2 separate regions of the Triticum aestivum genome follow, and region 1 is linked to region 2. A link is a contact called in public Hi-C data. All regions are on one chromosome and are shown on one strand. The core of a region is the stretch at or near the end of the contact, and the rest is flanking DNA. Distances in the headings are between cores, read along the strand shown. Region 1 holds the start of LOC123078978 (60S ribosomal protein L37a-1). Region 2 holds the start of LOC123078977 (YTH domain-containing protein ECT1).

The links. A called contact is a pair of places that touch in the nucleus more often than the background predicts.
Region 1: a contact with region 2 is called in a Hi-C map of leaf, with 6 times the contacts expected there. The contact joins the promoter of LOC123078978 here to the promoter of LOC123078977 in region 2. A contact is called at or near these places in 3 of 5 Hi-C or Micro-C datasets (all in leaf).

What each region holds. Positions count from the first base shown.
Region 1 is chr3D:373,589,152-373,595,092 of IWGSC CS RefSeq v2.1, reverse strand. It overlaps LOC123078978 (60S ribosomal protein L37a-1), which reads right to left and starts at 1,601. Exons shown (of 5, transcript XM_044501644.1): 1 at 1,465-1,601; 2 at 783-822; 3 at 613-701. The coding sequence starts at 1,467.
Region 2 is chr3D:373,175,616-373,181,634 of IWGSC CS RefSeq v2.1, reverse strand. LOC123078977 (YTH domain-containing protein ECT1) reads left to right here and starts at 1,579. Exons shown (of 9, transcript XM_044501642.1): 1 at 1,579-1,940; 2 at 2,878-2,942; 3 at 3,077-3,224; 4 at 3,311-3,378; 5 at 4,080-4,526; 6 at 4,614-5,132; 7 at 5,688-5,900. The coding sequence starts at 1,904.

The sequences.
Region 1 (5,941 bases), core at 352-2,851, 410 kb before region 2:
TTCAAAGAAGAAGTGTATAGAAAACCAAATATATGCTACAAATTACTAGCATAAGAGTATGTAGCATATTAAATACAACTCCCTTTCCTGTACTCAGATTACTACAGTACAACAAGCCTTTCATGGCGATGACAGCATGTACAATAAGATAAGATGACATTTTTGTATGATGAAACTACAATTAGAATGGCAACAATAAAACCAAATTGGACACCTTCTGTTGCAAATAGAAGATAACACAGCTAGCATAAGATATTACAGGGTAATGACATAACAAGACAAGAGGAATTTACGACTGACATAGCAAAACTATCACTTGGAGAGAGAAAACATAGAAAGCGATACAAAATATCACATCAAGCATTAATAAATACACCCTCCATCCATAAATACTTGTCGGAGAAATGGATGTATCTAGACATATTTTAGGTTCTAGATACATCTATTTTTATCCATTTATGCGACAAGAAATTCCAGACTGAGGGAGTATGAAGGTGCATGGAAAGGTAGTCAGTGTACAGTACTACCCCAGTAAACAACAACAGTTCATACATAGCAGATAGCATTCACACAATGCACTTTGTGTAACCAAGTAGGTGACAGAAGACATACCTTCCCACAGAATTCACAGAAGTACTTGGAGTGCTGAGACACCTCCATCTTCTTGATCTGCTTACGCAAACTGGCACCATACCTGGTACCTATAACATTGCAAGGGCTAATTTCAGGACACAGCAGAAGCACATAAACAGGTAAATGAGCCAAATGTTACAAGCGCATACCATACTTCCCGACGATTCCGGCCTTCTTGGTGCGCTTCGTCTGAGTAGACATTGCAAAACAACAAATTACACAGCAGCATAATAAAAATGAACATTATGATATAGTCAGTGAAGCAACTGCTAATGCACATTTAACATCGAATTTGGGCAATTGATTAACTTCGGATGTGGAAAGCTTAACATCAACGAAACACTAATACATTAGATAACGAAAATGTTCCGATATTACATCCAGTGTGTATCCTTCCCGAAACAAAATATCGCATGCTCCACTCAAACCACTTGCGCAGATGGCTTTTCCCATGCTATTCTACCTTACTAGCCACAAGCCCACAACACCATGCCAGTGCAGATTTTGTGCACCAAGGGACTGGTTGAGTACCTGCGAAGTATCCTAATACACCTAGGTTCTGAGCGAATTGAAGAACACATCGATTGGCCCAGAGGAAGTTTGCATACAAAGCACGAAGCACAACTCAGGGCTAACACGAGTGGTCGAAAGGGAGGAGCTCGAGAGAGCTCAACATATTAGTAACACACAATCGAATTGTTGAATCATGATTTCGCACCTAGAAACACTACGATCTTGCAGGATGGATCCTAAGAAATACCGCATCCAAGACTGAAACGTGTTTCACTGTCGTAAGAGCTTGCCGAGAAAGGAAGTACGAGAGGAACGTACCATCTCGGCGGCGGGTAGCAGGAGGCGGCTGCGGCGGCGTAGGCGGGGAGATGGCGGCGCGCGTGCGAGGGCTCGGGCAGGGGGCGCTAGAGGGGAGCTTATATATCGGAGGCTAGGGTTTCCGTGGAAGTGGGCCTTCGACGGCTGGACTATTACATGTGGGCTGGGTCAAGTGGATAGATAGGTGGGCTTATCACACTCCAGGTAGGTGGTAGTACAGAGTGGGCTTTCTTCACTCGGTTAGAAAAATTAGTTTTTCTTTTAGCGGGAAAGATTTTTTTCTTAGAAAAACAAAATTGTATGTTAACATATTCGTACCCGAGCCCCTAAAAAATCAAAGTCCAGATAAATGTCGATTCCATAGCTTGGCATGCACTTTGTTTTGTGTTTGTGTCTTTGTTTGTCGCATATGTGATATCAATTAAATGTGTCAATTATAGCTCTTTCCAATACGCTAAACGTGCTACAGATCAAATATGTTCTTTCAGACTTTCAGTTGCTACCCCTTGTCCTGCAGCCATGAGGAAATGACCTCGATAGAATGTGGGCAGCTCGACCATGGCAAGCGCTCGTTTGCTGAAGTTGTGAAACAAGGTGTGGGTATGGCTGAGCGTCGTCCTTCTGGATCCAGCTCCGGGGCAGCATCTCAACGAGGCCCTGCCCAACGTGCCCTAGCCCCCGTGCAGCGTAGGCGAGCTTCTGCTCCATCTGGTAAGGACCCTATGCCTGCACAGAAATCCAAATCTACTGCATCTACAACAACGTCCTCTCAAGTTCCTGCGTCTCAAGCTGTAGATGGTGAGGTAGAGCAAGTGTTAGACCCCAGGTATAAGGATATGATATGCTTCAATTGTGGAGGGCCTGGTCACGATGTTGGGAACTATGTGAAAACCAAAGCTTGCTTCATTTGCCAGCAGAATCATAATGTCAACAACTATGCTACTTGGCCCAACACTACAAAAAAAAGACACATCCGTGACATTTTGGGCCGAACAAAAAAAAATTATGTCATACTTATGACACTTCTATGACGATAATTGTGACAAAACCCGGTATCATCATAGATGTGGTGGGCTCCTACTTCTATGACAAAAAATTATGACAGAAAAATGGGCTTTTCATCCTGGGCGGGCCGGAGACGCAGTTGCATGACATTCTTTGGGCCGTCCATGACGGAAAAATCGTGGTAGAAGCGATGGCGAGGAAAATATCGGGGGAGTTCCCGGTTACGGTGGATGGTCGGGGCCGAGCGATGCGCGTTCCTCTCGTACGTACGCGTGTGTGCGAGGCGTTGGGCTCTAACTGAACCCGAGCGATTGCACTAGATACATTACTGAACCTGAGCAATCGATCCCTTGCTGTTAACTGAACCCGAGTGATTCCTTCACTACTGCTGCTAACTGAAGCTGATCGATGCTGCATATGGATGAACAGTGAGCGTTGTTGGGGGGTTTGGATGAACAGTTCCCGGTGGGGGGTTGGATGAACAGGAACCCGTGGTAGTAGAGGCCGTTGCCGCTGGATGAACAACACCCTGATCGATCGAGCCGGTGGATGAACAGGACCCTGTGGAGGGCTGGATGAACAGGACCCCGTGGAGGGCTGGATGAACAGTAGCCGGTGGAGGGCTGGTTGAACAGTAGCCGGTGGAGGGCTGGATGAACAGTAGCCAGTGGAGGGGTGGTTGAACAGGACACCGTGGAGAGGGGTGGTTGAAGGACCCCGAGAAGAGGGCTGGTTGAACAGTAGCCGGTGGAGGAGCGCGCGGTGGAGGCTGGATGAACAGGAGCCCGTGGATGAACAGTCACAGGTGGAGGCTGGAGGAGGTCGACGGTGGAGATGAACAATAGCCCGTGGAGGCTGGAGGAGGTCGACGGTGGAGATGAACAGTATCCCGTGGAGTCCCGTTTTACGGTACGCCACACCCCTCCCGATGAACAGGACCCCCGTTTCGACCATAGCGCTCCAACACAAGTCCGTTTCCTCCGTTTTGCGATACGCCACACCCCTCCCGATCAACAGGACCCCGTTTCGACCGTGGCCGGTCGAACACAAGGCCGTTTCCTCCGTTCTGCGGTACGCCAGGCCTCACTTCCATCGGCTGTTCCGTCCAAGCCGGTTGGCTCCCGATGAACACGACGACGCATTCCGTTCCGACCTAGCCGGTTGCCTCCCCATGATCACGACGACGGCGCAGCTTCTCCGTTCGGACCCAGCCATTTACACAAGCCCTGGCCGTACGTATGCGCGAGTAGGCGTTCAAGACCCCGCCTGTATGTACGTACGTGGCCGTATTTACTTTCTTGCACCCTGGCCGTTGTACGTACGTGTACATGCTACGTGCGCACCATTACTATGACACATGCCCTTCCTTACTCGGCCACGGTTCATCGCTGCAGCCTGCAGATAGACCGATCGACCAGTATGTACGTACACGTTCGCCACCAGAATGACAACGCTACGTACGCTTCGACTAGGTGGGTCCCGACTGCCAGGCACTTCCTTGCGTGTGAAGATGTAGCTCGTGGGTCCCAGCAGTCAGGGAGAAATATTTTTTTCACGAAATACGGTGGCCCGTCCGGTGGGTCCCTGCTGTCAGGTGGAGGAATCATTATTTTCCGCGTAATAAGGAGGCACTTCCTTGCTGCGGCCATGGACCCAGCTGTCAGCCTCTCCACGTACAGTACTCTTTCGATGGAAGTCGTTCGTTGACCATATTGACCACGCCACGGCGAGAGCACCAAGGCGGTGGACGACGGCGGGGCCTAGGAAGGGAACGACGCGGAGCCACGGAAGACGCGGCAGTGGATGCCCATGCGGAGAGGAGTACGAGGGTTCACTGGTTCGATTGCGGTGTGAGGCTGCCGTCGCCGCACGGCCTGGCCAGCGGTGGGAATAGTAGGGGGCTGTGAGGCCTCCGCGGCAGCACAGCCGGCCACTGGAGGCAGGAGCAGGTGGCACGACCGGCGCTGCTTTGGGCGGCTGGAGCAAGAAGACCAGAGGTTGAAGAAGCACGACAGCTGTTGGATGGACATCGTACGGTCACTGCAGCTAGAATCGTTTATATTGACTAAGTTGACAAAGCCCTTGGTACGCGTCAACTTAGTAGGCCCACAGGTCAGCCTCCGAAACGGTGCACCCCAGATGTCATGGGAAGAAATCATTTTTTGGGCGGGTGAAGCTAGAATATCCGAGATTGAAGAAGAAGCACAACATCCGTTGGATGGACATCCAACGGCCACTGTTGCTAAAACCGTGTGTTCACTATAAGTTGATAAAGCCTTGCATACGCGTCAACTTTTTTTTGGGACGCGTCAATTTAGTAGGCCCACAGGTGTGTGGTAGAGAACTTATAACCCATTTGAGATTTGTAAGAATGTACAGCCCATTTTTGAATTCTAATGAATTTACTACAGCTCATTTACAGTTTGTTAAAAGTACAACCCATTTTCTAGCTAGGATAACGATTAATAATTTCAACCAACCGTTCAAAATAGAATTCAATAGAATTTACCATATTTTGATGGGATCCAAAATATTTTTATCCCTAAATTTCTAGTCAGATTAAATACAATTTCAATATAAATTTGTCTTACATAAAAATCCAACGAAACATTGCGCGCGCAACAATTAATGAAATTAAAATTTTCAAAATCCAAAAATAATATTTTATAAACTAATTACGTGTTTGGTGCATTTTTTATAGTTACAGCCCAGTTTTTATAATTACATCCCATTTATTATTTCTTAAAGCCCATTTTCTTTTTAAGCCTAATGCATCCGCTTTAGGAAAGATTTGCAGCCCGGCGGGGCGGAGAATAACAAGTTGACCTTGCCTGGGTATTCCTCAAAAAAAGTATAGTTGGACTAGCCATTTTCAGCTTAAAAAAATTAATATCTGGGCTGGATATCTGGCCTGGGCTAGACGGGCCACAACCCGCCCAGTTAATACCCTGCTCTCCTCTGAACAACAACGAAAACGTTGCTCTTGTCTCAAAAAAATGAAAACATCGCTTAAGAAAAACTCTGCAGTGCTCACACATCAAAACACACAAATACTGCTCGAGCTGTTTGGTCCCAGCTGTCGGCCGCTCCTTGCGCAATTCTCTCGTTTATTGACTACATAGGTTGACAATAGTGTGGGACCGTGATGTCAGGAAACCAGGAGGAAGCAAAAAAAATTACAGTTGTAGTATATAATAAGGAGGCACTTGCAGACGTGCGGCTATGGCCCTGGTGGGTCCCCACTGTCATCCTCTCCAAGTAAAGTCATCTCCTCATTCCTCATGTCTGTTGACCATGTTGACAACGTGAGACGGCGGCGCCACGGCGAGCGCAACAACTCGAAGGACGACGAAGAGGGCCTCGCAGGCCCTACGGATGGTCTGGTACAACGCCTGCTGCTCATTCGGGAAGCCAGGATCATAGGGCCACATGTCCGCGACGGCATTGTCGTTCGCTTGTTCACCAGTGCTCG
Region 2 (6,019 bases), core at 330-2,829:
TCCCAGCCCTTGCGCAGCTCCGACAGGCGGCCTGCGCAATCCACGCGTCTCCTCTACGCCGTCTCTTGCCCCCGCTGGCTGCTGCACCCCCACGTGGGCAGCGGTGGGTGCTTGTGCATGCCTCGCTGGCCCGGACGCGCACGCCGAAATCAGAGGCGCGCGCCGCTCGTCGCGAGCTGCAGCGGGACAGGGAAAGGAGGGAGGCGGAGCAGTCCGTGCGTCGCCGCCGCGGGATGCATGCGCACCAGAGGTCACCACGACTCCTCGTCCGACGACTCGGACGATCCGCCACCAGCCGCCGACGCCTACAGTCGCGCCAGCGACCGGGAGGGCAAAGGGCTGGCGAGGAAGTGGTGAATCTCCACCGTCTCCGTCTTCAATTTCAAGTTTTTAGTAATCTAGTTTAAACTTGTCCGTCGTTTATGTGAATTATGTGAACTTTGGCGACCTTTTGCGTCGATGACTTTTTGATGTTCGGAATGTGCATTTCTCTGTCCGATTCTATATTTGTGTGATGATTTACGTTGTTTTTTTATTAATGTTGCATGCTAGTATGGAGCTAGTATGAATACGAGGGACCGGATATGAGAAACACGGATATGGTGACAAGATTTGAGAAGTACGCGTCTGCGGACGAGTTCGGGGGCCCGGATTTGCCAGGTCGCGGCGTAGATGCTCTTACGGGATTAAATTCGTGTATAACGCGGTGCGGCGCGTGCTCCTCTCCCGATGCCAAAGGCCAACTATCGTGGCTCGCCTCTTGCCTGCCACACCGGCTATCCGCGCCGCGCGCAAATTGCACCGCCGCCCGCCCCCGACCGAATTCCCTCCGCCCGGTAGTTCACCGGGCGTTGTTGGGCTCACGGCTTGTTTTGCCTCATTTCTCCCCTGCGCGGTCAGGTCAGGTGCCCGGGAGCACCCACGCCAGGAAACGATAAATTTTCTAGTACCGATCGTGACTGGACCACATATATTCTTCACCTCTTTTCTCCAGGCCCAAAATATGCCTCGCCCTTCTTTTGTAGAGTCCGATATTCCTCATCTTGGCCGGCATTCATGCCCACCATCAGGCCACCGTCACGCATCCGTTGATCTATCGAAACACATCTAGTGGTAGACCGCGCGAGCACACCGTTCGATGTTCATGTTGGTTGGGTGTAGTTTCTCGCCGATTGCTTTCAAATAATTAAAAAAAAACCACACGCGACCTTGACTTGCCAGGATCAAGAAAAGCACAGGGTTTACGCCACTGACAACCGAGCGATGGTGGTAGCTTTCATCAGATCAGAATTAGTTGACGGCACGTTTTCATGGTCGTACGTACCTTCGTGTTGTTAGTGGCAACCACCAATATTTTCCTTCAAAAAACTGATAGTACCACATGTTACGCTGTCTCTCATTTTTTTTCTTTGTTATATTTGTAACATATGCATATAGAAATTCTACTGATGTATGTGGAATGCTATGATTAACTCCTCCTATGCTACCACTTTCGAGTTCATCTCATCTCATCTCACGAGAGAAAAAGGTGAAATGTATTGTGCTGAAAGGCTACAAATATTCGGCCGCAACAGGCGGAGCGGCTGCCTTGCCTTGCTTTGCCCCGCCCCAACTGCCGCTAGATTTCAGGAGCCCGCTTCGGCCGCGTCGCTTCGCTGCTCCGCCCCCACAACGCACGCGCCCACCTTCCTTCCTTCCCAGCCGTCCGATCGCCCACACGTGGCCGCGCCGCCCGCCCTACACCACACGCGACCCCGCCGACGCCGCTACCTTTTCTCCTCCGGCGGAGGCGGCCGGAGCGGCCTAGGGTTCCGGCGAGTCCCTGCTCCGGGCCCAATCATCGGTCGAGCTGGAGGACACGCGTAGCCCCGGCTTCTTCTGCGGCGACCTCTGGTGCGGCCTCATGGAGCCCAAGCCCAACACCGCGCTCGCCCACAAGCGTATCCTTTGCTCCTTGTCCATCCATCCGGAGCTGGATCCGATACATGATCTCGGGCTTGGGTTTGTCTTGTTCTTGGATCGGTGGAATTCGTCCGTGTTCTGATTTGTTTTCATTTTCTAACTATCCCAGTGCTGGTGAGTTGGGCGGTTCCATTGCCATCTAGCTCCATTGTTTCTCTTTGATCCGTCAGAGATACTACAGTACTGTTTTCGATCAAAATTCTCGATTTTTTTTGTTTCTATTTTGTTTCTATTTTTTCAGTTTGGTACTAGCGTTTCTGCTTTTCATCGACAGGCGTCTGTGCTCAACCTGATTTCTCATCTTTCTTTACACTTGTTTAATTTAAAGCATTGGAAAAGCTTTTGCTCTGATCTGGCTTTAAGGGACTTTTTGATCTGTGCGTGCTCCTTCAGATCACGGTTTCAAAATAAATAAATGGTGGATCATGTTGCTGAATTATCGTTGAGTGCGTAGCATTTTTCATGGATAGTTCGACCCAGTTCAATCTGCTATTGACATAATTGAGTTTCGCCGTCCTACAATACCATGGCAGGTCTCTGTTGTTTTATATTCAGAATTAGAATTGTTAGGTATCCCTCACATGTCGGATTTTCAGAGATGGTGAGAGCTGAGCCAACTCCCATTTATTGACAGCTACACCAATAATATGGTTTGTGTACTTACGGATACGGTTGCTGCTGCATGCTGTTTGCGAAACATGAACTCGTTCAAGTAATGGTCTCTTCACTCGATCAGATGATCGCTGTAGATCTTCTGATTTGATGACCTCATTGAAGGCAATTATTGTGCATTATTGGACTCAGGACATTTTAATCTATCAATCTGGGCTTGCTGGCTTATTTTATTCTCACTCATGGACGATGGCCTTTCAAGCATATATTCTGTTTGCAAGCCTTGACTTTTGTATCTTCCAGCTATAGAAGAGGCAGTAGAGAACTTGAAGATTGATGCTAGCACGAAGGCAAGCAACGGCAACTTGGTAAGATTCTCATTCCTCTATACATATAGTATAGTCATTGCTTATCTTAGCGTACAAGGAATTGTTCCTTGTTTGGTTGGTTGAGCTATATCTATCGTGTCCTTGCTGATTCCTTTCGTGCCCAAACTTTGCAGCCTGCTGCAAAAGACGCAGGTTCTTCGGATGCAATATCATGCATTTCCTCGGCAGATGCAGCTAGTACTGCCGCCAAGGATACTGAGATGAACCAAGGAGCTTATATGGGGGACCAAGGGATGTATTACTACGGGTACTATTATCCAGGTGTGTAGAATAGATCAGTACTATGATCTGAAGTACTGAAACAGAGGTACTGTTCTTTCAGTTTGATGGTTTGATCATTATTCTAGGCTCATTTGGAGGATGGGATGAGAGTAGCTACTATGCTGGATCGAATGGACTGGAGATGCAACCGACAGTAAGTTATCAAACAGTGTACTTTATCAATCATGTTATATGCCTTCCCTACAGTAGTCACAAGTGGTCCTGTGTAAAACCAAAAAATGCTGCACTTAGTGCATCTATGGTGGTATGGTGGTACCAGCTAGCTTTGCACTTATTTGCTTCCATCTTTTCCTTGCCTTTCCTTTGCTATGTTGGGGAAAGTGTCAGCTTTGGTTGTTAATATCACTCTTTATTCTTCCATAAGTATCTTCATGCCAAAAAGAATCTTTACAAACCTTTACGAAAAATATACATTTTATCTTTTTTGCTTTAGTTGTCACCACACAATATGCTGTCATGAACAGATGATTAATTTATTCTGGTGATTGAGATAAACAAATTTAAATGATTGCCAGTGAATGGAATGTCTATTTCAGGGGATGCTTTTAGTATTCCATGTTGTACAAAGAATTGTGGTCAAGCACCGTAGCTAATTTAGTTTGATTGAGATCTTAAATGATGAAGAGCCAATTACAAAAGGGCTGTGCAGACCTCACAGTACTCGATTTAACAGTTGACTTTTGCATTGCACTGTTTTGTTTTGTTCCTTATTAAGTTATTATCGAGTCCTTGGTCTAATCAATTCTAGGGTGAACTGCTTCTTGAAGATACAGCTGTGGAAGCTGACATATCACTATAGAACTGAGCTTATGCCTGTTCTGTAATCTGTTTCAGGTCGTTCAAGCTGAGAATGGGTCTTATTTGTGTTATGTTCCGGGTTACGAAAATGGATATACTGCTTATAGTCCAGTCGTTCCTGGAACTGGCGTGGATAGTCAGTATGTCAGCAAAGAGCCATATTACTCTGCTGTGATTCCTGTGCAGGACCCTTCTACACCTGGCATGTATGCTCAACCAATTGCTTACGGACCTGAGCTAGTCCCCGCATACACATGGGACCCTTATGTTCTTCTGGATGGGGTTCAGGGACTTCCTGTTGGCGTGCAGCAAACGAACTACCCTACAAGATCAAACTACCCTTCCAATAAGCATGCTGTTCCATCTTCAAAAGCTTCACGCAGCACAAAGTATGCATCGGGTACCACCAAAGGATCATCATCAGCTGTAGACACAGTGCCAACCTCTGCCAATAACCATCCATCATCAAAGTTTGCAAATAAGGTACTGAAAAATTCCAGTAAAACAGGACAAACTACTCTAAGCATAAAGTAGGAAACTTATAAGTTTATATGCTTGTTGTTATGCTAGGCATCCGGTGCTTCCATAACAAAAGGGCATCTTCCGTCCAGCAAGTTTGTGGTGCATACTAACCAAGGGAAAGGAAGCCTTTATCAAAGTAAAGGCATTAATTTGAATGAAAGTGGTAGAAACTGCAACGGGAATGAGAAGCTGAAGGCCAGAAGCAAGCTAAATGAATTTGGTAACCGTGACATATCAGATAAACACAATGATGAGTCAAAAAACAGTTTGAGCCCAGGAGCAGATCGTTTTGGATTGTCAGGTGTACAGGAGGTTAACGATGACATACCTTCACTTGTTGCAGTAAGAAGAGATTCATATAATCTTCCTGATTTTGTTACGAAGTATGAGCAAGCTTTATTCTTCGTGATTAAATCTTATAGTGAAGATGATATTCACAAGAGTATCAAGTACAATGTTTGGGCAAGTACTCCTAATGGAAATAAAAGGCTTGACAATGCCTATAAAATTGCACAAGAAAGAATGGCAGGAAAAGGAACCAAATGCCCTGTTTTCCTCTTCTTTTCTGTAAGTTAATAGCACTTCTTATTCCTTAAGCATTTTATCCTGAATATCATCAGAGTAGTGTGATATTCAATTATTTTTTTCCCTTTGTTTTTGTTATATCTGACTAGTATTGAGTACGTAATCTTTTTTTTTTTATAATTTAGTGTGCCTTGGTAAGACATGCAATTTTTAAAATTTTAATTTGTGATAATTATGTGCGAGTTCATCCAGTTTGATTATTTTGTTTCTCTGGTTCTTGAATTAGGCTCTGTTTCATTTTTTTTCCATTCCACCTATACTTCATCCAGTTCATGAAAAAGTTGCATCTTGGACATAACCTCAGTCAATTTTATAGAATTGATCATCGATATTGTTTTAAATATTTCGTTTTGAAAATTTAAAAATCATATCTGTAGATTTGTCTCAAAAACTATTTGCAGGTTATTATAATTTTATTGATGAGCATTATACATATAGAAAAATAGTGGTCAGTTCTGTGGTGTGGCTGAGATGCTTATTTCATTATGATAAATATGTGTTTGTTTGCTCTATTAACTGGTATACTATAATGGCCAGGTTAATGCTAGTGGTCAGTTCTGTGGTGTGGCTGAGATGCTTGGCCCAGTAGATTTCAACAAGAGTATGAACTTCTGGCAACAGGACAAGTGGAATGGATTCTTCCCAGTAAAATGGCACATTATCAAGGATGTGCCTAATCCTCAATTTCGACACATAATATTGGAGAATAATGAGAACAAGCCTGTTACAAACAGCAGGGACACTCAAGAGGTATTGCTTCCACTATCTAACTAGAGAATACCGGTATGATCAGAGCTAGAATTTAGATCTCTGTTGGTCAATTATCTTGACAACATCCGAATAAATTTGTTGGTACATAAGTTCCATTT